Regions from separate parts of the Xenopus laevis genome. Here region 1 is linked to region 2. Evidence: chromatin contacts called from public Hi-C data. All regions are on one chromosome and are shown on one strand. Each heading gives the region's core, a stretch centred on a gene start, on an enhancer-like site or on the middle of the called end of the contact. The rest is flanking DNA. Distances are from core to core; before and after follow the strand shown.

The links. A called contact is a pair of places that touch in the nucleus more often than the background predicts.
Region 1: a contact with region 2 is called in a Hi-C map of the XL177 cell line, with 2.4 times the contacts expected there. The contact joins two enhancer-like sites. A contact is called at or near these places in 2 of 4 Hi-C or Micro-C datasets (the XL177 cell line and the XTC cell line).

Annotation. Positions count from the first base shown.
Region 1 is chr4L:95,434,100-95,439,211 of Xenopus_laevis_v10.1, forward strand. No RefSeq gene overlaps it. Among protein-coding and RNA genes, the nearest start is that of fam20b.L, 11 kb to the right of the region's middle. Within about 2 kb of position 3,807, at least 1 of the 7 cell types and tissues checked has an H3K27ac peak or open chromatin away from gene starts, as enhancers often do.
Region 2 is chr4L:95,279,391-95,284,887 of Xenopus_laevis_v10.1, forward strand. dab2ip.L (ras GTPase-activating protein nGAP) reads left to right here. Exons shown (of 18, transcript XM_018258489.2): 18 at 1-119. Among protein-coding and RNA genes, the nearest start is that of LOC108714351, 21 kb to the right of the region's middle. Within about 2 kb of position 3,596, at least 1 of the 7 cell types and tissues checked has an H3K27ac peak or open chromatin away from gene starts, as enhancers often do.

The sequences.
Region 1 (5,112 bases), core at 2,557-5,056, 150 kb after region 2:
GTGACATCACTAGCAGGTGCGCCCGACCAGACCCAGCAGGGCTGATAAAAATAAATGTTGAAAGAAAATAGAAATAATAATTGAAAAAAGAAAGCTTGACGGGCACCTAGTCTATAGCTTAGGGGGTCAGTGCATTAATCCATCCCTGGAGAAGATCAGTGAATTCAACTTTCTTTCCTCAATTACTTAAAAGTTTCCTACTGTGATACCTACCGTTCCTTACAAGCACTATGATTGCCTTTTTCCCTTGTATTTCTATCTTGGTGTTTAAGAATCAAAAAGTATGGGGGGGGTGTAAACCTAAAAATAAAAATGAACTTACTAAAAAAAAAATAAGTGGCAGATTTATTAAGAATTGTATGGTCAAATTAGACTAGCGAATTATTCCTCGATAATTCGAATTCGATTTTCAAGATTTATCATACTATGGCCCTGGCTCGAATTCGACTATTCGCAACCTAAAAACTGCCAAATTCATATATAAGTCAATGGGAGAGGTCCAGGGACCAATTTGGAGATGCTTGTATCCTTTCTGACATTCAATTTTTTTTGGAGAATAAAATTGAATCGAGTTTGGTCAAATTCGAAAAGAATTAGAGTCTGTGGGAAAATAAAATTCATCCTTCAGGACTTGACGACGCGATTGGAGCGGACACGTCGCAATGCGACTAAACGCGTGCGACGTGTCGGATGTTTTAAAGAAAACTTTCATCCGACAGTCGGATAAATGTAGTTGTTACCTGTAACTTCTCCTTCACTTCCGTTTGCCTTAGAACATCTGCCACATCATATACGTTTAGTCGCATTTCGTCATGTCGGCTCCAATCGCGTCGTCAAGTCCTGCCCTTAGATACTCTATTTTTTTTTTTATTATAAATAAAAGATTTTTTATTATAATTCGACTTTTAATAAATGTGCCTCTAAATGTACTAAAGGCAAATACTGACCAAATGGGTATTGCTCTCTCACTGATGGACAGACATAAGTATGGCCGCCTTTCTATTGTTCTGATTGTTTTGGAATAGCAGAAAGTGCCGAGAGCTGCAGATCCTCTCCATTTCCTCCTCCACTAATATACCAAGCACTGGGCGCATTGCAAATAACGTTTCTTTATGCACAATAGATGGTCTGTTATGTCAAGTCAGCCACAATAAATGAAGGAGCAGATTCAAACCATTCCCAATAGGAAACAGACTGTTTCACTAAAACAGGTGCTACTACCCAGAGGAATCAGACTTTTTCATTTTCTATCTCGGCGTAGACTGGTTAAAATGTAAAAAGGATATAAACCTAATAATACAATTTGGCCTAATATATACAATAAAAATTTATTTCCAGTTGTTTTAAAGGTGTTTTAAAGGTATTTGTAAGTATAACTGAAATTAAAAGTCTTTTTTTGTCCTTTTTTGCACAGCTGGTTCTGACTCTGGAATCAGTGTAGCAATAGTCAGCTCTCCTCCAGTCAGTGTTCCATTTGCATGCTTCTTCACTGATTTTTTTAATAAGCTGACTTCTGCGACATTGTTTGAACAGTCAGAACCAGCATTGCAGAAAATAGCTAGGAAGCAAATGGAGGCAAAATGTTATTTTTGTGCATAAACCCCTCAATAGGGAAATGTAAGCCCTTACAACAAATTAATGTAAAATTGCTCCGGTTTGCAAAATATTTACAGTTTTGAACTGCTAATATAATTCATTTGTAACTTGAAGTGCTGCTCTGCCTAGAACTGACCAGAGAAACATCAGATGACAATTCTAACTTCAAGATAATTGCCATAATTACCAACATGTAGCACTGTTGTCAATTCGCTGGGGGTCATTTATAAACAGTGGGCAAATTTGCACCTGGGCAGTAACCCATAGCAACCAATCAGATGATTTTTCCTGTGAAAATACCAACATAATGTATTGTATTAAATGCCCCTGTGGACTAGCTTATTACATTGGTCAGACAAGCAGAAACATGAAGAGACACTTAAATGAACATAAATTAGTGATTCACAATTATGTACCCCCAAAAGAGGAGGAGAAAAAGAAAGGAAACCACTTTGACAATTGACACATCATTTTTCAATTAAGGTGGCAAATATTGGAAAAAGTTAGTGGCAGTACCCAAATGGAAACAAAAAAGAAACTGATACAAAGGGAGTGTTTCTGCATATGGCTGCTACAAACAAAACAACCTTCAGGGCTAAATGAAGAGTTTAACATGAATTGTTACTTGTAGAACCACAAATGTAACTACGTCTTATCCTCTATAATAACTTGAGCAAAGTGCTATTTCAGCCACAAGTTGTCCTGCTTTGCACCCACAATGTAGTGTTTTCCCCATAATTCCAACTAAATTGCAGCCACATTTAAAGCTTTGATCTTTTGTTTCATTTGAAAACAATAAAAACTGTTTGAAACCAGAGTAATTGCAGCCACAATATGGAGCCACTCCTGACACCGTTTCACATGTGATTCCAAGCAAATAGGACACTGTACTGAACACTTTGGCTTCAGTTGTTTCATGTTCTCAGCATCAAAATCGCATGTTCTCTGACGCAGGCTGATGTGATAACAATGGAGTTTCCACCATCTTTGATTTACCCGCAGAAAGAAGAGGGAGCCGAGTGGAGGGAAAGCACCAAGCGCAGATCAACTGCAGCTAACTTTGTGCAACAGCACATGCGCTGAACACTCCTAATTGAGCCCTTATGTCTCCATCTAGTCATGTCTGAAAAACTGAAATGATGTCCCAGGATCAGGTAAATATTTGGACTGGTTTCTGGATGAGATCACAAAATATAATTGGCTGGGATTTATGTTTATTGGAAGCATTTCAACTGCTAAAGTTCACAAGTTTTAATCCATTCAATAGAATGTATAGGCAAGCAGCGGTGTAACTAGGGGACCATGGGCCCTGCTACAAAAACTGCACCCCCCCCGCCCCGCTGAAACAAGATGCTGCATTGGCTCAGGCTTCCCTTTGGGCCTTGGCAGGGGGCACTGACTGTTCCCCAGTAGTTACCTAAAAACTTTAGCCTTGTTCATATATGTGTGTACTATCCCTTTAAGAGAAGCCAAATACAGGTACAATAGTATTCTTTATTAAATTTCAAATCTATACAAGGAGATCCTATGGGGCTCTTTTTGGCAAGATGAATCAGTTGGACTGATTACAGAGACCTTGGCCTGTGCTTAGGAATCCTCTACTATTACATATATTCTAATATTGTTCAGAGAATGTTTAAGGCACTTCATCCCTTGCTTCAAACTTGCTGGATATTGGTGGCTGAAAGTAAATTGGTGGCAATGTTGATGTGTGAAAGCGGAGTCCATAACCCCTCTGGTAGCTGATCTGCGCTACGGCTACTGTCTGCTTCTCTGTTCCAGCAACTAAACAACAAATCAATGTAATCTGGTTCACTCCTTAGGCTGCCTAATAGAGCAAAGGTCCACAGATATATGTCCACCTCTTCCCCTGTTGCCCAGTATTTGGCCTTATTCAGTTCCAAGACCAGGCTCTGGTTGGACACATTGGAGCAACATGAAATCAAATCATCAGATTATAATGTTGTACCAAATAAAGAAATTTATTGCATCCAGTTCACATTTTACTAGAGCTCAGGCTGGACCCAAAAAGTGCAACATGCTTTACACTGCCACTCTCACATGCACTGTCTGAGATCATAACATGGATCTAATCTAACAGGCTAACATGCATGGAACTCAATCTCACCACAGTGTGCTGGAGAGTGATGTGCTTGTACTGTATCTTTAACTAATCCTTGTCTCACCCTGAACTGAAGCTACAGAAGTTGGGGACACATACACATACTCATAACGTTGAACAGATTTGATTCTGTAAAGTAAATGGATCCCGATACTGAGGAAATATTGCCACCTAGTGGTCAAAACAAGATTAGTCGCCAGCCACTTCTAGTACAGAATAATCAGGAAACTCACTTGGGCCTTATTTATTAGGGAGGCACCAAATCCAGGGTTCAGTTTGGGATATGGCCAGGATTCTGCCTTTTTCAGTAGATTTCGGATTTGGACGAACTGAATCTGAATCCTAATTAGCATATGCAAATTAGGGACATGAAGGGAAATCTTGTAACTTTTCGTCACTAAACAAGGAAGTAAAAAATATTTTTCCCAATTTTTCCCTTCCCGTCCCTAGTATTTGGCCAAAGTTTTCATGAAGGATTCAGGGATTCACCGAATCAGAAATTTCGGTGCATCCATAATAGTTAGAAAGGTATATAAAATGTTTTACAAATAAAAGGTGCTGTAAAAAGCTGGGTCATCTAAAAGCTGTGTATTTCTTCATTCTCCTTGTTTTTTTCCTCATCCATCACATTTATAAATCAACAGGTAAAATCCATTATAAAGGTGTATTTTCATTTACTCCAGTAATGCACTCCATTATTTTATATTGCCTCAGAGCTGGTGAAATCCATTAAAGTCAGTGGGACTGAGGAGATATTCTTGAGTAAAACGGGGGTCATTTATAGATTTATTTTTTGGGTATATTCCTTATAGCCAATTGTAGTGAACAATATTGGAAGGGGATACGTTTATGGAAATGTGGCCAGTCAATCTGGAAATTTTCTTTTGGAAAAGTTGTCTCAAGAGAGCTGTATTTATCCAGGCATTAGAGATTAAGCATTTATAGCTCTTCATCAGGCACATTATATGTTTGTCTGCTAATCCCAATGTATCTACTAATGACATTACTGGAGCTGTTAACTGATTCCCATACGTTAATGTGAGTCCTAGTGACACTGCAGTTATATGTCCTCCTCCTCTGTATTACTTTTCCTTTGCTGTCATTATAATAAGTCATCATTGTGCTACCTAAAAATGTGTCTTCTAGTTTATTCCACTATGCGCACTCTTACACCAATCATCCCATTACTCAGTCCAAGTAAAGAAAGGTAAGTATAAGGGTAGGACTACATAGATGTTCGGCGTGATCCCACGTGCTGCGACAAAACGCATGCAACAAAAATAAGGTAAGTGAATGCATAGTCGCATGGTGTCGCAGCGTTAATCTGACACGACACGGTTGTCGGATGCGGACGCAGGATGCAGTGTCTGCATCCAACATTCGTGTCGCGTGTT
Region 2 (5,497 bases), core at 2,346-4,845:
GGGCAAATAAGAACACTGAAATAACACAATGTAAGTCTGGAAGGGGTCAGAACATTTCTCATGGCCTCTGTAACATATCCCAATTCAATCAGTTTTAGAATATTGTTTTTCTTTTCTTTTTTTTTAAAGAAATGTTTCGGAGTTTACAAATGTGTATATATGTATATTTTGATTGTAAAATGTAATTATAACAGTTCACATCTATACTATGAATCACTTTATGTCATCTAAGAAGGAATGGGAACATCACTGTAAAATCAGAATCTCATATTACCCATGTAGTATTTTCCACCAATATCCCATATGTTGTTATTTCAGGGGAATACACAGTTATCATCTAATTGGCAACAAAGCTAATCACATGGGCCACATGCATTTTGTGAAGCATTGAGAACATAACGTGTTGGAGAAATGTATGTCTTGTAGATTGCAAGCCCCATTTGTCGCGTTAGGATGTTACATTTTTAACAGTATGTCAGGTGACCCGTCAGTGTTGTTTGATGTTGCCGAGCAGCCTTTTCCCTGGGAGCTAATGGGTGAGAGGGAATAGAGAGCATCTGAAGTGACTCGCAGGGACAATGCTGTCCTGCTACTACTGAGCACTAGGGAAAGGGGGATGATTAAAGGGGAACTATTACAAAAATGAAAAATGTATACTGAAATAAGAAACTTTCTAAATACAGTCAACTAAAAATGTTGGACTGTTTTAGAAATAATCAAGTTTATCTTCACTATTCCTCAGCATCTGTTTCTCTTCATTCTGTCTTCATTCAGGAGTTGGGTGTCAGATGAATGATCCAATATATCTTATAGGGGGCTCCTTTTGCCTAGAAGATGTAATAGAGCTCACTCTATTAAAACCACCAGAAATCCTGTCTCTCTACATGCAGAATTTGTGCAAAAGGCAGTTATTTTGTGAGATTTTTTTTGTGCTGGAATCAGTTATTTGATTGAGCTCTAATACATCTGCTAAGAAAGGGAGACCCCCCTATAAGATATATTGGGTCATTCATCTGACACCCAACTGCTGCATGAAGAGAGAATGAAGAGAAACAGATGCTGAGAGAGGGATAGTGAAGATGAACTTGATTATTTCAGAAACAATGCAGAATATTTAATTGATTGTATTTAGAAAGTTTCTTATTTCAATATTAGGAAGCTTATATAAAATGTTTGTGATAGTTCCCCTTTAATGGCACCATGCAGAGTATGAATGGAGGCTTTTCAGAAAGTGGTTTGATGGTTGGCAAACGTTAACATGGCAGAAGAATAGTTTGCTTCGCATTTTTGTAATGAATAACACAATGTTTTTGGAACAAGAAAGGCTGTTAGAGCACAGAAACAGGTAAAGTTTGCTGCTTCAATATAAATGCATGTGCATAAACCAGTATATGTTGTGTATTTGAGCTGTTCCTATGCACAGTTGTGTGTGTCAGGGAGAACACTGAAGCTAATCATCATTTAACAACATCTAACTGTATCATTCAAGTCCCTGGCCTTCCATTAGAAAGATTAGGAAGCCTCCCAAGAGTTACTATTAGGTCTGGTTAGGGACAATAGAGAGCTACCTGATGTCTTACAGGTGGTTAATGTGAACCAATCCATTTACACTCCCTGTTGGGGCTAGAGAAGTTACCAGCCTGTCTGGGACCCAAACAGTTATACAAAATGCACATTCACACAATCACTCACACACACATCCCATTTATTGGCATTTTCACTAGTTGTGACACTGCGGTGCATTGCTACTTGGTAGCCGCCAGCAGTGGAAAGTGCTTATATGTAACTGCCTCATATGACCCTTCTTCCCTCTCAGGAGACCATGACTGCAATGGATACCAAATTTAAAGGGCTAATACAAGGGTGTCGAGAAATTGTGCCTGTTGTCTGACTGAAATGCGAGAAAACGGTCCATGTTCAGTGGTTTTTATTTATTTATTGTTTGTCCTCGTTTCCTTGCTCATCTCTTCCTCTTGTTTCTCTCACGTTATGAATCTTTCTCCTCTCCAACATCCAGGGATTTTATGGTTAAAAAAGAAGTGGTTTTTCAACCATTAAGGAAATTAGATATTTTATTATTGTTAATGCCTACAATAAAATGGATTCTGTATTTAACAAAGTCCCCATGTCTTTTTCTTTGTTTTCACCCTCGTGTCTTTAAGTCACACACGTGAGTGTTCTGTGGCCTCATTTATTTAAAGTTTTGCGTTTTGTTGCGCAAAGAGAGTGATCTTTATTGTCACTGGTTCCCCAACATACGCTTTCAGACCAGAAATACCCTATTTAGGCATATGGCTTACATTACTATTATCAGTTCTCAGTATAACATTGGTTGTGCTACCCAGGGAGCCCTGTTTGTCTGCTTCTTTGTGTGTGTGTGTCTGTATGCACAGGAGTATTTACACTTAAGGTTAGTGGCAGGTCAGGAGATGGGGAAGTCCAATCGTTCAAGGATTCGACCTATCTGATCTTTGCGTCTATGGCCAGCTTTAAGGTCCTCTTTCATTGGATGGGCACCTTCCATTACTTGTGCAGCAGAGGGATTTCAGCTCCCAGAATCCATCACTGCAACATGGAACAATGTATGGTAGGGGCTGATTAATTATTCTAGCCAAAGTAGGGGTTGAAAATGTGTTGCATGCAACACAGAGGCAGACTATCATAGTTTCTGCTCAATCTGGCAAATTGTTTGTAGGTGTTATAGTCCCCCTGATCTGTAATGGGTAAGTCCTAGCCTTCAGCTTTTCACCTAGATTTTGGATACTACTCTTGAGGACTTCGCACCTTCCTCTTACTTTCCTAACCCCTCATAATGAACTCTAGCACCAGGCAAATAGGCTTAGAGCATCTTGGAGACAGATTATTCCATCCACCATTGTAATAACTTGGTGATAGAAGGCAATGCTATGTTTTCAGCTTGGACAAATTTTACCGACAAAATTAATTAATATTGATTTATGTCATAACCCTAAGGCCAGTGTCATACTCTCTATATGTCAGCATAGAAAAGACAAATCTGCTCCTGTATGCCCCATCTTGCAGATGCACCAACAGAAATGGGTTCAGTCTGTGGGGCAGGTTTTGGAGTGGAAACACCAATTCAGATAAAATAAGAAACAGCAGCAGTGTCGGGTGCTAATATAACTCCTGAAACCCAGTGGGGGGATGATGTGACCCATGAGGCATCAGGCGACTAACTTTCCCGAACTGCTTTCCGCAGGCTATAATATAAATCGCCGGCAGAAAGGCACTCTGAGCGCTTCCTTTTCCGAAACTTCAGGTGACTTTGGAAACCGAAGCACTCAGTGCCTTTCCGCCTGCGATTTTCATTATAGCCAGGGGAAGGCAGTTCCGGAGATTAGTCGCCCTGAAGACAGGGCCGGAACTAGGGGTAGGCGGAAGAGGCACGTGCCTAGGGCGCAAAGGCAGAGGGGCGCCAGGCACATACCTCTTCTGACGCTTTCCCCTAGTTGGCACCGTCTTCTCCAGACTCCAGAAGCTGTTCACGCAAGTGCGCTCTCTTCAGCGCATGCGCACTGGCGCTTCTGCAACGCTTGCGTTGTTGCGTGCATGGGCACTGATGCAGGTTTGCCGCTCCTCTGCGCATGCGCACTTCCTCCTTTAAGAACGCAATGGGGGGCGACATAGCCGGCCAGGTTGCCTAGGGCGCCCGGCTGACTTAGCCCGGCACTGCCTGAAGAAGAGGAGATTTGCTGCCGGGCGACTAATCTCCCCTAATCTGCCAGTGTGTGTCTGCCCTAAAAGTGGAATAGATAAGAGCTGCACAGAACAAATAAACCACTGAACTGGATACTTATTTGAAAGAACACAGAAGTATTTAAACTATGGAATAGATATTGAGAAATAAGCAGATAATGAATTATGTGAGCAGAGAGGTATCAATGGAGTCTTATTTAAGTCTAAAACTGCAAACTGAGCCTGTACATTCATAGAAATCATGTGAAACAATAGGAAAATAATTACACATTTGTGAATTGGTGTTTCCATTGGACAGATTTTCTAAACTACCAAGGTAGGCTAAAGCCAAGCACCTGTAATCTCATAGCCCAATCCTGCTAGAGTTGCCATGTGAAATTCAGATAATTCACATCAATCTATTGAAGCCAAAAGTCTGTTTTCTGAAAAGGTTTCTTCATATGCATTCCATTGTAGTCTTTATATTCCAGTGAAGCCTAGTGCTGGATGTTTAATGGTCTGAACCATCTGAATGTATAAACAGGGTACAGTTATGCTCTATTTTGGGCACTGTGGCTTCTGAACTAAGGGCAATGTCACTGCTGTCACTTGTTTCTGCCCAGAGTGACTGACATCACTTCCCATTGATATCAGTGTCTTGATTGCCCATGTGACATTGCCATAAGAACAAAAAGTCCTTTATTGTCAGAAAAATCATAATACATTATAGATATGACAAAAGTAGCTAGTGACTCTAGATATAACTATGAAGAAATGAAAGATAAGTCATTGTGTATTACTATAGGAGATCTTACAATACATTGCAGGGGAAAGTATATTTGACATTTCTATGAGGGTTTACTCTACATTAAATGGAAAAGAATGGGAGATAATTTAAATTTATTATCTGCAAAATACAGTATATATATATATATATATATATATATATATATATATATATATATATATATATATATATATATATGTGTGTGTGTGTGTTTATATTTGTACATGAGTAACTGCAGTGCTTACTTGGATCAGGTCAGCATCATCTTGTGTTTACAGTACCGTTCAGCAGAATTGAATGAATATTGTAAAGGCAACCAATATGGTAGCTCCCTCTTGATAAGGAAGGAATGCTCTCTGAACACATTTATCTTGTCCTTATCCATGTAAATGGGTCACACTACCCCAATTAACGTTATAAAATAAATAAGCTTTTATTTCCTAAAGATTTTGGTCACATTTTGATTTTGTTTAATAAAGACCATATGGATCTTTTTTTATTCCTAATGCCTTGAAATAAAAACTAGGGTTTAATGGCAATAACACTATTCCTGCTGCAAAGTAAAGCTTGGCCATGATCCAGCTATTCAGTGAAGTCACTAGACCAGTAGCCTGTCCACCCATAACATGGTCCATATCAGGCTGGTCCATTGGTTTAGACCAGTTTTAGATTCAAAATAGGCAGAGACACACGCTCAGATTCGGGGGCGAGTTATCTCCCCGAACTGCATTCTGCTGCCTTCCTGCCGGCTAGAATGTAAATTGCCGTCAGTATGGCACTCGGAGTGATTCGTTTTCCGAAGTCGCCCAAAGTTTCTTCATGAGGCAAGGCGATTCAGGGAGATTAGTCGCCCCGAAGAAGAGTAGATTTGTCACCGGGCGACTAATCTCCCCAAATCTGAGCGTGTGTTTCTGCCCTTAAGGTATATAAGAGGCCCAAACAGCCCCACATGGCCAATAAATAGCAACTGTCTATGGCAACTTACAGCAGTTCTTCTGGCATTTGTCCGAATCC